Regions from separate parts of the Nomascus leucogenys genome. Here region 2 is linked to region 1. A link is a contact called in public Hi-C data. All regions are on one chromosome and are shown on one strand. Each heading gives the region's core, a stretch centred on a gene start, on an enhancer-like site or on the middle of the called end of the contact. The rest is flanking DNA. Distances are from core to core; before and after follow the strand shown.

Region 1 (4,789 bases), core at 240-2,739:
TGGGTTTTCCCACCTTCTGGAGGAAACTGCCCTCTCCCCATCCTTCCAGATCTTATTTCAAATTGTGTCCCTGATAGGAATAAAATTCAACAAGAGACGGATTTGTGTTCATCTCTGTCCGCCCCACTCCCCACCTCCTAGAACAGGGCCAGCACATGTAGGCATTCAACACTTGTAGAACTCACGAATGCAAGCCACCTACTCCAGGAGGCCTTCCAGGTCCACCTCCGCATCTTTTCCTCCAGAGAATACCCAGGGAACTTTGCCCCAAATTCTAATCAGCATTCCGTGTTTCTCAGGACTCTAGTAATACAGGCATCAAATTATGGGATGGGCCACGGCTTATTCCAAGGCAAGGAATGGTCATCTGTTCATAACCCCCCACCAGCAGTAGCAGAATGCCTGGCACCAAGATGCCAAGGATGTTTCCTGCACTGGAGATGCACTCAGTTGTTACCACAAGTTTCAGGCAGGAAAAGCGAAATTGAAACCAGTTTTGGGGGAGCCGGCTCATCTTCACCACGCAAACAGCTCAAGCAGAGGCCTCCAAACCCCTAAAACCCCAGCTCTGGCCACTCTTGCAGGCCAGTCCTCCTCTGAGTAGAGGGCGGGGAGGACAGGGATTCAGCCAGCCCTGGTGCCCAGACAAATAAATAAATGTGCTCGGAGAGCCGCGGAGGGGATGCAGGGAGGAGGGAATGCGGAGGGCGAGGGGAGCCAAGAGAAAGGGGTCATCCTATACGCGGTTACCTTCGCCACTCGCACGCTCGCCGTCATCTCGGGACCGAGTGTGTGGCACCGGCGGCCTCCAGCAGGACCGAGCTCCGACCCGCGACACAGCGCGCCCCGCCCCGGGGACCCCACCCCCGGCAGCCCCTCCCACCCCTCCTCCCGCAGTCGCTGCGTGGGCCTCCCTGCACCCGCTCCGGCGAGGCCAGGAGGCCGCCGAGGGACTACCCGCCGGGCAACCGCCCGATCCCCGCGCGGAAGGCTCGGACCTGAGACTCACGGTCTTTGTGCGGAGACGGGGGCGGGCCTCGGGGCGCGCGGTCTGCTGATCCCTGCCTCCCGCGGGGGGCGCCGTGCACCGGTGGCGAGCGCTCAGGGTCGCTGGGGGGCGCTCATACGGGTTCCAGTCTTCGCTCCGCCGGCGGCCGCACCGGGAGCTCTCCGGTCTTTGTCAGCCCCCTGCACGCCGCCCCAAATACACACTCGCCCTGAATAAATAAGGGATGCTCGCTGTGCAGACGCAGCACCGTGCCAGTTCTTGGCGGCCTCCACCATCAGACCACCGCCTTGAGCCCCTGCCCCAGCGAGCTTCCGGAGTCGCTGAGCCTGCTGCTTTCCCTCCATGGGCTCAGCGCTCCATCTCCGAAACTGCGTGGGGGACGGCTTAGACCTGTGCTCTCCGAGCACCGCTCCCCGGCAGTCGGGGATCCTTTGTGCTGCCCGGCGTTCGGCGCGGGCTGCGTTTCTCCCCGTGGCTTGGGGCAGAGCACCGCAAGGAGGCGCTGTTGGACCCTTTCTCTTTTGCTTCGGAGGTTCGGTCTACCATCATTCAGTCCTTTACTAGGTTTAGTATTTACTAAGTGCCTACTGTATGCTGGTTTGGGAAACGGTGGGGGAAGCCCCAAGACGGACTCAGGAGCCTCCTTTCCGAGAGAGAGTCTGCTTCCCCTCCCTTACTTTACTACTGGTCCATTACAAGCTGTGGGCCTAATGTGTGCCCCCATGCACAGCTGGAGTCCCCACCCCTCTGTGCAAGGACAAAGTAGTTGCAGCCCCTGAGCACCGAGCAGCATCTGGGGAAGATGAGACTTGTTGGGAGGGCCGATCCCCTCCTTCTCACCCTTCCCTACCTCCGTTTAGTCCAGACGAGAAAGGAAATCAGTATATTTTGAGCACCAGTTTGTGATCTCAGTACCTCACAGTTTTTTTGTTTCTTGTTTTTCTGAGAGTTTCACTGTCGCCCTGACTGGAGTTCAGTGGCGATATCGGCTCACTGCAACCTCTGCCTCCCTGTTCAAGCTGTTCTCGTGCCTCAGCCTCCTGAGTACCTGAGATTTACAGGCTCGCGCCGCCACGACCGGCTCATTTTTGTATTTTTAGTAGAGTCAGGGTCTCCAGCTCCTGGTTTTAAGTAATCCACCCGCCTTGGCTTCCCCAAGTGTTGGAATTACAGGCGAGAGCCACCGTAATGTTTTTATCCAAGTATTTTGAAACCAAATGACTTCTCTGCTCAGATTTTGCAGAACGATTAATTGTTTCATTCAATTCAGTGAACTTTAACAGCATCTTCTATATGCCCGAAATGAATAGGACACTATGTAATCCCTTAACAGGGGTAGAGATGAGGGAACAAAGACATTCGAACCTGCCTGTGATCTACAGTCTCAGTCGACAAGCGCCTACTACTGAGTGGCAGGCATTGCCAACAGGAAACACCAGGATGAGAAAGGGGAGTCCCTGCTCCTGAGGAGTTAGTTCCCAGACTGCTGGGACAGAGAGAGAGAATGCAGCCCCTGATTTTTAATGATAATGCGATAGATAATCACCTGATACTCTGGGAGTATGAGGAGGGTCACTTTATCCCTCTTCAGGGAGGGGCAGAGATTTCCTGGAAGAGAGAAAAATCCAAGTGTATTGTGAAACATGATGAGTCAGCGAGAGTAAGAGCGTGGGATGAAGATGTTCTAACAAGAGGGAACAGCATGAGCAAATTGGGCAGTGTCTGTGGAAACTGGAGCAAAAGCCTCTGTCCACGTATCGTAGCTCTCCTTTTCTTTTCTTACAGGAGCGCTGCATCCCGAGGTGAATTCACATTCATGGATATAGCTGGGTCCTAAGTCCCCACACAGTGGGGCAGCCCACAGGTGTGACTTTCTTGTCCTTTCACAATGCAGACCTTTGTGTGTCAGAACAAGCCCCAGGGAGACCTGGGTTCTAGTTCCACATCTGCCCCCACGTGCAGTATGGTCTTGGGTGGTCGGCGGAAACTCCTATCTGCTTCCCAGGACCATTGTGAGGCTAAGCTGAGGGAAGTGGAGGAACTTTGAAAACTGTAAGTCGCCGGGCGCAGTGGCTCACGCGTGTAATCCCAGCACTTTGGGAGGCCGAAGCAGGCAGATCACTTGAGGTCAGGAGTTCCAGACCAGCCTGACCAATATGGTGAAACCCCATCTCTACTAAAGATACAAAAATCAGCCGGGCATGGTGGCGGGTGCCTGTAATCTCAGCTAGTCAGGAGGCTGAGGCAGGAGAATCGCTTGAACCCAGGAGGCAGAAGTTGTAGTGAGCCAAGATCACACCATTGCACTCCAGCCTGGGGGACAGAGCAAGACTCCGTCTCAAAGAAAAAAAGAAAAGAAAATTCTAAGTCCAAGGCTGGGCATGGTGGCTCACGCCTATAATCCCAGCACTTTGGGAGGCCGAGGCAGGAGGATTACCTGAGGTCAGGAGTTCGAGACCAGCCTGGCTAACATGGCGATACCTCGTCTCTACTAAAAATACAAAAATTAACCGGGTGTAGTGGCATGCGCCTGTAATCCCAGCTACTGGGGAGGCTGAGGCAGGAGAATCACTTGAACCCGGGAGGCAGAGGTTGCAGTGAGCCGAGACAGCGCCATTGCACTCCAGCCTGGACAACAAGAGCAAAACTCCGTCTCAAAAAGAAAAACAAGAAAATTGTAAGTCCAGGATATAAACAATCAGGTTTGAATCCCAGCTCCACTATTTTTGGCTAAATAACCTTGGGCACATTACTTAACCTGTCTGCACCTCCATTTCCTCATCTGTTAAATGGAGCTCATAATAGTGGATGTGAGAAACAATGAGTTGATATTTGCAAAGAACTTAACTTTGAATGGTGGACAATAAGTGACAGTTATATTAATGATAACATAATAAATATTAAAATGATGTCAGGTGCCTGCCTAGGAGTGAATGTCCCAGGCTGTAGGAACAGATGCCTGAGCTTGCTCCCTTAGAACAATAGCAACACTATCTTCTCCAATAGGAGACCCTGTTTTACTTCTCTCTGATCTGGTCACTGGCATTTATTCATCCGTCTACAAAATTTATTGAGCACCTACTTATACAAGGCCCTGTATGGGGTACTCTGTGGGATTCAGGCACGGGTTAGACTGGCCCGTCTTCACCATTGAGAGGAAGAGACACACATCTGCGTGATGACAAAAGGTGGTAGGAGAAAGGCCTCTTAAGTGATGTGCACATATGAGGTATGTCTCTTCCAAGACTGAGCTCTGCCAGCTGTAAGGCTTGCCAGTCTCTTATGAGGATAAAATGAGATGGTGTATGTGAGGAGACACCTTGTAGGTGTGAAAGTGTGTTATCTATTTATAATGCCTCTAGAGTTCTGGGCAAGAGGTTCAGGTTTTTCAAATGTCTCCAAGAACCTTCAGTGCATCTTTGAGGGAAGAATTTGGATCAGGAATGATCAGTTGATTTCCTTCCATGCCCATTCCTTGGGCTTGTTCCTATTTGGAGTAGGGACGGTTAATCTCAGAACTACCCCAGCTCTCCCCATCTTCCTAGAGCTTAAAGAATTTCCTGGGCCAGGTGCAGTGGCTCATGCCTATAATCCCAGCACTTTGGGAGGCCAAGGCAGGCGGATCATCTGAGGTGGGGAGTTCGAGACCAGCCTGACCAATATGGAGAAACCCCGGTCTCTACTAAAAATACAAAATTAGCCAGGTGTGGCGGCGCATGCCTGTGATCCGAGCTACTCGGGAGGCTGGGGCAGGAGAATCACTTGAACCTGGGAGGCAGA
Region 2 (5,152 bases), core at 1,313-3,812, 84 kb after region 1:
CTGCAGTCTCAGCTACTTGGGAGACTGAGGCAGGAAAATCACCTGAGCCCAAGAGGTCTAGACTTCAGTGAGCTGTGATGGCGCCACTGAACTCCAGCTTGGGCAACACATCAAGACCCTGTCTCCAAAAAAAACAAAAGGGTCATAGAATTTTATTCTTATTAGCAATACCACAAAGATTTTCTAGACCGTTTAATATAGTAGCCACTAGCCTCATGTGGCTGTATGAAAGTAATTAAAATGAAATAAAATTAAAAAGCCACTTCCTCAGTCACTGTAGCACATTTAAGTGCTCAACAGTCACATGTAGCTAGTGGCTACCATATTGTTTGATGACTGAGAGAAACATGTCACGCATCTAAACCCAAAGAATGGACCTAGAGGCACAAGGAACAGCAAAAGTGAGACTTTTAATGACAGTCTTGCAAGATCAGGTGTCTGGCAGGCAGGCACACCCAGGACAGTTACAACAAGCAATTTATCCCCTAGTGCACAAGTCCCTCCCCCCGTTCCTCATAGGCTGAGTACTATGGGATCACAATCTTCCCCAGCGTCGCCTATTGGTTGTTGGGTTGGGGCTTTAGGTGTTTTATTTAGGGTTGCCCGGTTGCATTTTGTTGCAGCCCATAATGCATTGCAGCCATCTTGGGGGTCCTTTAACTATTTGACTTATGACCCAGGTAGTTAAGGCAAGCTGATAAAGTTAGCTATCTTTCAAGCTAAACTAAACTCTTTGGTTCGGGTGAGGGCAGCTAAGGGGCCCCAACCAGCAGAGGCTAGCTATTAAGGTAGGGGCTTAATGGATCTTGTTCTTTTGTGGTTTGTGGACCCAAGCCTATCTGAGGCATTTTATTTGAAAAGGGACCACGATATATGTAATTTTCTACAATGATGCAGATATAGAACATTTCCATCTTCTCACAGAAACTTCTATCAGGACTGCGCTGTCCTAGACCAACGTTTTGCAAACGAGGAAACTGAAGCTAAAAAGGAAACATGACCTCGCCAAGCTTTTTTTTTTCTTTTTTTTTTTTTGAGATAGAGTTTCGCTCTTTTCACCCAGACTGGAGTACAATGATTTGATCTCGGTTCACTGTAACTTCTGCCTCCTGGGTTCAAGCAATTCTCCTGCCTTAGCCTTCCAAGTAACTGGGATTACAGGCAAGCACAACCAAGCCTGGATAATTTTGGTATTTTTAGTAGAGATGGGGTTTCACCATGTTGGCCAGGCTGGTCTTTAACTCCTGAACTTAGGTGATCCACCCGCCTCGGCCTCCCAAAATGCTGGGATTACAGGCATGAGCCACCGAGCCCCATCATAGCTCACTGCAACCTGGAACTCCTAGGCTTAAGCTATCCTCCCATCTCAGCCTCCCTAGTAGCTGGGACCATAGGCCACACCACGACGCCCAGCTAATTTTTTTATTTTTTGTAGAGATAGAGTCTCAGTGTGTTGCCCAGGCTAGTCTGGAACTCCTGGGCTCAAGCAATCCTCCCACCTCAGCCTCTCAAAGTGCTTGGATTATAGGCGTCAGCCACCGCGCCCAGCCTCGCCGAGCGTCTTAATGGCAGATCTAGGCCTAAAACCCCGGACCTTACTCCAAGGCCTGACATATCGCCCTCGTCCTTGCTGCCGCCCTCCCCTCTGGGCTCCCCGACCTCAGAGCCCCTTGTGGGCACACAGCACGTTGGCCCAGGCGGGGCAGGGCTGGTCTGAGGGGATGTTTTTGACGGAGCGGAGCTCCAGATGCTGCACATTCCTGATCGGGTCAGGCCTGCCCTGCGGCACTCGGGGAATTAGCTTCGGTGAAGAGCCCCAGATCTTCTTTCTAGAGCTGCCCTCTTCCTGGCCAGCCCAAGAGGCGCGGGCGTTCAGGAACGTTCTCCCACCGCCTTGGGTGAGGCTGAAAGACTGAGTGGATCCCCTGTTGGAGAAGTACTTCTGGTCAAGGAGGGGTTGGAGACGGGCAGGAAATTGCGCCCCTTCTATCTTCCAAGGTCTCCAAATCCAGCAAGAGGGGCATTTGGGAACAGGGTTTCTGCCAGCCCCACCTTGGGGCTGCATTTGGCGGGAACTGTATCTGCCTTCACCTGCAGCCCTGTGGGGGGCGTGACGGAAAGAGCGGGGAGAGGGGCGTCCTGGTGCGGGGGTTGTGGAGGTGAGAAGCCAGGGGAGGGGGCTCCGGGAGCGCCCTGACCTCGCGGACTGTTGGGAGGCGGAGGGGATGGGGGTTGGGGGAGAAGAGGGGAGCCTGGCAGCCAATGGGAGGGAGGATCTCGTTTCAAAAGGGTTAACCCACAGCCAATGGGAGCCTGGGGGAGCGGATCCTGCTCACTCCATTCAAGAATCCCAAGTATTCAAGATGGACGGCAGGGAGTGTGGAAGGAGAAAGGGGGCGAGGGGGGAAGAGCGAGATCGGCAGAGGAGAGGGTCTCCGCGGCCCACCGGCCTCGCAACCTCGGTCCCCGCCGGCGGGTGGCGGGGCGGCCGCTGGGGATCCAAGCCCGGCCAGGGAGAGGGGCTGGCGGGGTGCGAGAGGGCGTGAGCTACGGGGAGCGAGGCCAGGGAGGGGAGCCAAGAGGGAGGGAAGGGCAGAGAAAGAGCCCGGGAAGAAGGAGGTGGCAGGCAGAGGATCCTAACGAAGAGCAATGTGTAGGTATCGAGAGCTTCCCGAAGGGTAACGACACCGATTTTCGGTTTTATTCTCTCTTGGGGAAGGGAGGGGGACGGTCTGGGCTCTTTCTCTCGTCTTCCTTTTTCCCTCCTCATTCTCCACTCGTGGGCATCTTTTCTATTTTTTCCTTTGGAAACACTGTAACTGGGAAGCACCAGGCGTGTCTTTCTGAGGTGGCCTCACTGTCATTTTCCAGTGGGGGGCGTGGTGGCGTAGGGATTGGGGGCTCCGCTGGGCACGGCCGAGCTGGGCCATCTGTCTCCACCTGGGCTGTGTGCGAGGGCGTGGAGTGTTCCAGGGGGACCAGGGGCCGAAGGGCTGGAGCAGGGCAGGGAGTTCTGCACCTCCAGAAGTTGTAGGGTGAGCCAGGGGTGGGGGGGTGTGAGGCTGGTTTTCGAGCTGATAGTTGTGGGGTGTTGAGGGATGCGGGGATGTGTGTGGGGGGGGGGGGGGCGTGCGCTCACACTCCAGTTCTTGTTGTTTGGATGTGTAGTGAGGGCTGAGTTGTGCAGCAAGTATGGCTGAGAGTTTGTGTGTGTTGGGGGGGGGGTGTACGTGCGCCTGTGTGGTCCAGCCTCGAGGTGTGTGTGTTGGGGGGGAGCACAGTTGGGTGTTGAAGGAGAGCGCCCCTCACCCCCACTTCCCAGCTGCCTCTCTCATCCCATTCACAGAACATGGCTTTCAGGACCCTCCTGGTCTCCTCCTCCCGTCGCCATGGCTGCGAGGAGGGGGTGGGAGGAGACAGTTGGGGCCAGCCCCCTGCCCCTGCTGCTCCAGCTAACCCCCCACCTGCCCTTTCTCTCCCTTCCACAGGCTGGGCCCCATCCCCTGCTGCTCTGGGGGCAGGGGCCGGAAGATGGTGGCCAATGAGGAGGGGGAGAGGAGAGAACTTGAGCCGGGGCCTCCCCTCCCCCATTTCCTCCTCGGTCTCTACACTCGCTTCTGGAAGGAGCTGGGGGCTGGCTCCTGAGCCCAAGGTGGGGGAGGGGTCCTGCTGGCTGGTGAGTCGCTGGGCCTGCTCCTCAGGAATGAGTTGGGTGTGTGAGAGCTGAGGGGCTCTTGGCCCTTTCTCCCTGCACTCCCTAAGGAGAGACCTGGAAACTTCTTGGGGAAGAATCTTCCCCTGGCCTCCCTGAAGCTTGCTGTGCAGCCTTATCTTTGCCCCTCTGCCCCCTGTTGGTGTGATCCAGTTCCCAGCTGGGCCTGGTTTGCCCAACCCCAGAGCAGAGAGGTGACTGACCCTCGAGGGGGTCTTGGTTTCTGCCCATTAAAACTGTGGGGCAGGGCCCCATATTTGCAGATTACGGGAACAAACTCTGCCGGGGAGGGCGGGAGGGCACGTCTCCTGCTTCCTGAGGGAGTGGGACGAGGCTAGAGGGGAAGCCCAGAGGAAGAGCTCCCAACTGGAATTCTGCCCTCTATTCCTTATGGTGGCTGTGGATTAGGGAAGAAGGCATCTCCCAGAGGCCACATCGTCGCCTGGGAGGCCTTTGTTGATCAGGGCACTGGAGAAATCACCCTCCAACCTCTGTTTCTCTGGGCTGCACAAAGTTCACTGGGTCAGAACTGGAGCTGGGCTCCGGGGCTGTGGCCCTAGCTGGAATGTGCCACAATAGAGCCTGCCTGGGTCTGAGCCTCCAGATATCCAGGTGTCCTTCCAGGGCAGCTTTCTGGCTTTGGGTGTTAATCTTCCGGGGACTGTTTGTCCTGGATTTAAGCCCCCTTAGGGTTGGATAGGATGAGGAAGTGCTAGGATGAGCTTGAAGACTCCCCAACCAAGGGTCCCTGGATAAGACAGGAAATAACTCAGATTTGAATCCCACTGCCAGTGAAAGCCTATCCCTAACTCTCAGTAACTGTGAGCGAATCACCGTCACCATTTTAATGCTGAATCTGCAAGGTGCTTTCAGGACCTCCAAAAGGAGATGCGGGGGTGGGGCTTCACCAGGAGCATTCATCTCCCGCCTGGAAGCTTCTCTCTACTGCGTGGGGAGCTTTGACTACAGGCTCCCACCTCTCTGGTCCTGGAAGGTCATCTGAGAGTGTTGCCTTGAGGCCTAGAGCTCCCCTTTATCTAAATTTAAAAGGAGATGGAAACTTAGAGAAGAGTAGAAGGTTCTGTAGTCTTGGACAGCAAGCTGCTCTCTAGAAAGGAAGCTAGCAGAAATGCAAATCCAGATGAACACAGCCTCATACAAGTGACCTCCAGACTTTGGGGATTGCTAATAGCCATTTTCTTTGAGGACTGAGCATCAAGCCCGAAGTATCCCTGCAGCTGCTTTAGTGGGTCCTGTCTTCCCATGCCAAAACCTCCAAGAAAAAGGTGGTCTCTGTGCTGGGGGTCGGGGAGTTGGTGAAGAAGAAGGCAAAAGGAAGAGTGGTGAAAAAATAGAATTAACACTAAGAATGGAATAAAAGGGAAAAAAGCTGTATTGAAGCAAAGAAGGGGCAGAGGGAGCCCGTGAGCTGAGTGGGCC

What was found. Hi-C and Micro-C count contacts between places; a contact is called where the count stands out from the background.
Region 2: a contact with region 1 is called in a Hi-C map of a lymphoblastoid cell line, with 6 times the contacts expected there. The contact joins the enhancer-like site here to the promoter of UBE2L6 in region 1. A contact is called at or near these places in 4 of 4 Hi-C or Micro-C datasets (a lymphoblastoid cell line and an unstated tissue).

What each region holds. Positions count from the first base shown.
Region 1 is chr4:76,983,151-76,987,939 of Asia_NLE_v1, forward strand. It overlaps UBE2L6 (ubiquitin/ISG15-conjugating enzyme E2 L6), which reads right to left and starts at 1,490. Exons shown (of 4, transcript XM_003275314.3): 1 at 1,010-1,490.
Region 2 is chr4:77,066,114-77,071,265 of Asia_NLE_v1, forward strand. No RefSeq gene overlaps it. Among named protein-coding and RNA genes, the nearest start is that of YPEL4, 11 kb to the right of the region's middle. Within about 2 kb of position 2,563, the one cell type or tissue checked has an H3K27ac peak away from gene starts, as active enhancers do. A contact at or near this core is called in a lymphoblastoid cell line, where this site is marked.